Linked DNA regions of Cyprinus carpio: region 1 is linked to region 2. The links are chromatin contacts, called in public Hi-C maps. All regions are on one chromosome and are shown on one strand. Each heading gives the region's core, a stretch centred on a gene start, on an enhancer-like site or on the middle of the called end of the contact. The rest is flanking DNA. Distances are from core to core; before and after follow the strand shown.

Region 1 (2,834 bases), core at 177-2,676, 57 kb before region 2:
GATTGTATGTAATTTTGCTTCTCAAGTAAATTAATCTTGATTTAAGAATATTTAGATATTTGTGCTGGAAAACAACAACAACAACAACAACAACAACAACAAAAAAAAAAAACATTTGCACTGAAAATACATCTGAAATCAAAAGGTTCTCAATGTCAACTTAAACATTTCTGTTTAAATTCTCAGAAAATCAAATGATCTGAACTGCTCCATATTTGTAGGACTTTTTCACTGTAGTTCAAACTGTAGAGCATGACACTTGCAACGCCAAGGTCGGGGTTCGATTCTGAGGGAATGCAACGTAGTCACTTTGGACAAAAGTATCGGATGATTACATGAAAAAAATCTGGGTAAAATATTTAAACTTGCATCCAGTGTCAGACTGCGGTAGTTGTTTACCAGTTTCTCGGATAAGTGTTGTGTGGGTGGCTGCAGCCTGAAGTCATGCAATTCTTATGAAGTCAAGAGAAGATAATGAGATGGTCACTGTGATCACGGAACTGTTGTCATAATTCAGTCAGATGTGAAAACATACATAATGCTTTTCACAACTGTGAATGAGCTTACCATGAATCCGTCTCACCTGAATGCACACAAACACAAACATTTGTTTTACATTTCATGCAGGAACTTCCCAGTGGCGTTTATTGTTATTCAATTAACTAAACTGTAATGTAAAACAACATATAAACTGTCTTTCTTCAGGGGACCATAAGGTACGTCCCCACGCTGTCGACACCAAAACCTCTCTCACAAACATTAGGCAATGATAGAAAAGCAATATAAGCAAAGAAATTACTGAAAAATATCAGATATAAAAACATAATAAAGATAAATAGTAAAAATGATTAAATGATAAATGATATGAATGGCTAATGAATACAAATTAATTAAAAGAATCCTTCAGATTGAAGAAGATGAAATGATTTGTGCACCCAATTTGATTATATTTAAATATAAAATAAAATCAATGGAATTGATTACATCTACATTTTTCAAATGTAAAGTTTTTAAGTTAAAGTAGCCATGGTGGATTCTACTTTTTCTTTTTTCTTTTTTTTTACAGTGAGTTTTATTTAATTTAGTAAATTACAGTAGTTTAGCCCAGTTTAGTGCAGTATATAGTTCAGTTAAAGAGATTCACTCAAAAATTATTATTGTCATCATTTTGAATTCCCATTGACTTCCATTGTGTTTTTGTCCATACTATTGAAATCAATGGCACTGGAAAATCATTTGGTTGCCAGCATTCTTCACATTATGTTTTTGTGTGTGTGTTTTTTTTTCTTTACGTTTACATTAGTCCAGCTTTTCTTGACAATTTCAGACGGCTCTCAATATGCTTATATTATTAAAGTATTTGCGTTCATGCACTGTGTATCAGTTCTCTGAAACTTAATGTGAAGTTACTCGCTTATAAAGAACACTTCCTCTCTCTCTCTCTCTCTCTCTTGCTTGCTCACTCTCTGTCATCTTAAGGAACTGTTACATGTGTGTGTTTCATTTCATCTCTTGCGCACTGCTGGGAGGAAAACCCAAAACCTTAGTAAGTGCTCTCTTATTTCATCCTCTTCTTTACAGACACATCTCATTATTTTATTACTCTTGCTTCACACACACTTGATTTCACTCATGTGTGGCTGGATCTGACCGATGGTTTATGAAGGCTTCTGTGGATCTGGACGCGATCTGACTTTGACTGTGTGCTGTGAAGTGTGTCTGGTTTCATCTCTCACACACATATGCTGGATAAAGAGTAGTTAAGCTGGTGTTTCTCTTTATTTCTCTTCCCTTTTGTCAGCGCTGTGTCTGTGATCAGCCCACAGAAGCTTTTATTTACTTTGATCAGTTCCAGTTTAATGTGGATCATTTATGAAGCTCTTTGATTTCTCTGTAAATGTGTGACACGTGAACTCTGAACTATCTGCGACAGATCAGCGCAATCATCACAGGCGGTTTAGCACATGTTTAGTTTGGTTAAGATGATTTCTCTATTAGCTCAGTCTTTACTTTAGTTAAAAGTCCAAGGTAATAAAATGGCACAGCCAGTTTACTTCAGTTTAATGTCCTCTGAGGTAAAGCACACAGTTCAGTTTCATTTCTTTTTTTTCTTTTCTTTTTTTTTTAGCTTAATTTCGTTCAGTTGAGTTCTGTATGCAATAAAGCAACCCATTTAGTTTAGTCTAGTTTAGTTTAGTTAAAATTATATGTACAGTAAAATAATAAAATGGCACAACAAGTTTGATTCAGTCTAGTTCCCTCTATGGTAAAACAACACAATTAGATCAGTTTTCAGCTAAGTTTAGTTTAGCCTTGTTTATTGTAGACATAGTGTAGACAACACATTAGTTTTAGTTCAGTTTAAAGTTAAATATAGCAGCATTATCGGTTTAGTTTAGTTTCTTTACTTTTATTAAGTATACGTAAGAATAAGTTGAAGTATATTTTAATTATACTGGTAGTATGTATACTTATATAGTGTAACAGTAGTAAACTTTGGGTACACCACTAGTCCACAACTATGAAATACATAAAAAGTAGATTTTTTTTTTCAAGTATACTAAAAGCACACTTAAATAACTTTCTTGTTTGAAAGGGTTGTTGGCTTTGGTTTATTGTCTTCCACGGTAAAAAGTTTAGTTTACTCTTGTTTAATGTAAATAATGCCAATTTTAGTGTAGTAAATAATGGCACAACAAGCTTTAGTGTAGATTAATAGCATTGCAGTAAAGCAGAACTATCAGTTTAGTTTAGCTATGCTCTTTCTGTAAGGAAACGGAACAAGCAGCTTGGTTAATTTTAGTTTAATGCATTCTGTAGTGAAACAGCACACT
Region 2 (3,045 bases), core at 335-2,834:
TTAGCATGTTACCAGGGCAATGAGAGCACAAACAGGCATGGGAAGGTTTAGGTTTCTCTTGAGGGGAACGCGTGACCCAAAATAACAAAATAAAACACTGAACCCAGGCCCTGGAGAGACAGACACTCCAGTCCAGACCCACAAATGATCCTGTGGCTCACGGTGACAGCGGCTCTGTTTTCTTTGCTTGAAGACAATGTGAAATTAAAGTTTATTTACGCTCTTAATACATATTCCTGGTCTTTCAGCATACTGTAAGAACTTGTTCCACCTCTGAAGCAACTTTCCTTGTTAGCTGACATTACCAAGGCCGCGTGGGCTGTTGGGTAATGCTAACCAATAGCCAGATAGTTATTTGCATATATTGTGTTAGCAAACACACATCTAGGTCAGGCTTCATGGTTTAAAATCAGTTCCTGTGCTACTTTTGTCCCTCGTTGAATATCCTGTTTCACTCTGAAATGTAATTCTTATTTAATAAATAATTGCTTTATAAATGTATTATATTAATATATAATTGCATTATAAAATTCTAATTTAAATTAATTGGTTTAGGCCTTTGAGTGGTTTTAGTATGGTTTTAGTCACCCACAGGAAAGAAAGATCACAAATTGGATTTCTATAATTTCTAGTGCATTGTGAATATTTATTTATCATAGAATAATTATCATAATAATAATAATATAATTTTATATTACATATTAATAGAATGTTATATTAATATAAAGGATTAAAATGTATATTGAAATGATGTATTATATTTTTAAATATATTTATATTAACATTATTTTTATTCAAAATGATTTAGATTCAAATTATAATCAGACAAATCAGATTATTTTTTTTTGTAATTATTAAAATAATTTTAAATTAAAGAAAATAATTGAATAAAATAAATAGAATTATAAGCTTATTATATATATATATATATATATATATATAATATACATTTTATTTGTATGTAGCATTATTTTTATATAAAGTATTAAAAATTTATTTATAAAGTATTAATATTTATGTTGAAATATATTGTATGTAAATTACATTTATTATAAAATATTTAAATTATATATTATTTTATTTATAATAAAAAAAATTATATACACTATGTCCAATTGCATAATGCACATTCTGGCAATATATTAAGTTATTTGAATTTTCTGCTTCATATATTGTTTCATTGTCCTTTGAGTGTTTTAAGAATATGAAGATTTTGAAAAATCACAAATCAGATGTCTTTTTAAGAGAGCAAATGTAACTTTATCTTTAGTCTCCTGCTATTTTTCCTCCTTTTCTTGCCTGTAATCTCAAATGTGTCTCCTATAGAGCTTCAGAGGAGACTCGAAAATGTCTCAGATCTTAACAGACTGCATGCCAACAACTGATTCATTTTTGTCTAACTCTATTTTTCCCTAGACATTTTGGGAAAAAAACATCAGAGCCAAATTTGATGCTTAATTCCAGCCTATCTTAGACTTAAACTCTGAGTGCTTAAACCAGGCCAGATCTAAAGAAGTGTGTCACTCTAGTGTTACACAGATCTGTTTGTGTCTCCCAGATACGGACTCGTCTTTACGTTCACTTTTCCTCTGGATCGTGTGCCATGCGTCCCTGGCAGAGGCTTCAAAGCGTACGCTAATGCTATTACTAGCTCAGTAATGTGTACGTCTTAAAGTTAAAGCACTGCAGTTCAGATATGGAGACCATGCTGAGCGAAACGTCTCAGTTATGCTCGGCGGCGTCTCAAGTTAACCATCCGAGTTTAACGTGCGTTCTCAAGGGAAAGGTCGAGTCTTATGCACGTCTATTAATACACACACATTTAAAGACGGTCACACATGCACAACGATGAAACCCAGAGAGAGGACAGCTGTTAGCTTTAGCTGCTCATCTCAGAACCTTTTCATGACACCGAACACACACATACTTCTTAGTGTTTTTCAAGCTGTTGTTGACACTAACTCTTCCTTTGGCCAGAATTAAATGGATTTGTTTTATAATTTTTACACTTAGGTCACTTTTAGCACTAGTTCAAAAAAGTGATGGGTAAATGAGGTGTGTTAGGTGAGCAATTGATGATTTATCTTGTATTCTGTCATTGCTGTGCTGCCGCAGAGGATGATGGGAAATGTAGTTTTGTCCCTGAGACCTGCGTTGTTATTATCACTATCTTTCATCAAAAGTAATTTGGATAATGATTTATTGTACAATCAGTATTCACAATTGAAACTGAATATATAAAACTAAATATATAAAAGAAAATACTAGGAATCAAATGGAGTGAGGAATTATTTAATTGTGATTGACAGGAAAGAATAAACAAGCACCTCCCACACTGTAAAAAAAAAGGTTGAACTCGTAAATTAAATGAAAATAAATAAAAATAAGATTATTGCAGTATGTTTTATGCACTATTGTGCCTGATTTTTACAGTTTTTTTTTTTTTTTTTGGAGTGTTTAAAAGTAAATCCTATGCCATTTTTATTTTTGGTGCATTTTAAAAGTCAACATAAAGTCTAACTAATCTAATCTAACTTGCACATGCATGTATATGTTGATATTGTGAACAATTTATCATGCTATTCCAAATATAAACACTATTTTTTATCAAAAATCCAAAGTCTTTTCTGCTCACCAAAGCTGCATTTATTTGATTAAAAATACAGTAAATACTGTAAAATTATGAAATATTATTACAATTCAAAACAACTGTTTTCTATGTGAATCTATATTAAAATGTAATTTATTTCTGTGATGCGCAGCTGTATTTTTAGTGTCATTTGTATTTTATTCAGTGTCACATTATTCTTCAGAAATCATTCTGATTTGCTGCTTAAAATACATTTCTGATTATTGTCAATGTTGGAAACAGTTGTGCTGCTTCATACTTTTGTGGAAACTTTGATACATCTAATTTTTCAGGATTCACAGATGAATAGAAAGTTCAAAAGAACCACATTTATTTAAAGAAGAAAACTTTACTGTGACTTCTAATCAATTTAATGCAAATAAATAAAAATGTAAGTATGTTAGTGTTTAATCACT

The links. A called contact is a pair of places that touch in the nucleus more often than the background predicts.
Region 1: a Hi-C map of skeletal muscle shows a contact between it and region 2, with 4 times the contacts expected there. The contact joins the promoter of LOC109045134 here to the enhancer-like site in region 2. A contact is called at or near these places in 5 of 8 Hi-C or Micro-C datasets (liver and skeletal muscle).

Annotation. Positions count from the first base shown.
Region 1 is chrB15:26,996,564-26,999,397 of ASM1834038v1, forward strand. It overlaps LOC109045134 (T-lymphocyte activation antigen CD80-like), which reads left to right and starts at 1,427. Exons shown (of 8, transcript XM_042740114.1): 1 at 1,427-1,546.
Region 2 is chrB15:27,053,232-27,056,276 of ASM1834038v1, forward strand. No RefSeq gene overlaps it. Among protein-coding and RNA genes, the nearest start is that of LOC122139733, 15 kb to the right of the region's middle. Within about 2 kb of position 1,585, at least 1 of the 8 cell types and tissues checked has an H3K27ac peak or open chromatin away from gene starts, as enhancers often do. A contact at or near this core is called in skeletal muscle, where this site is marked.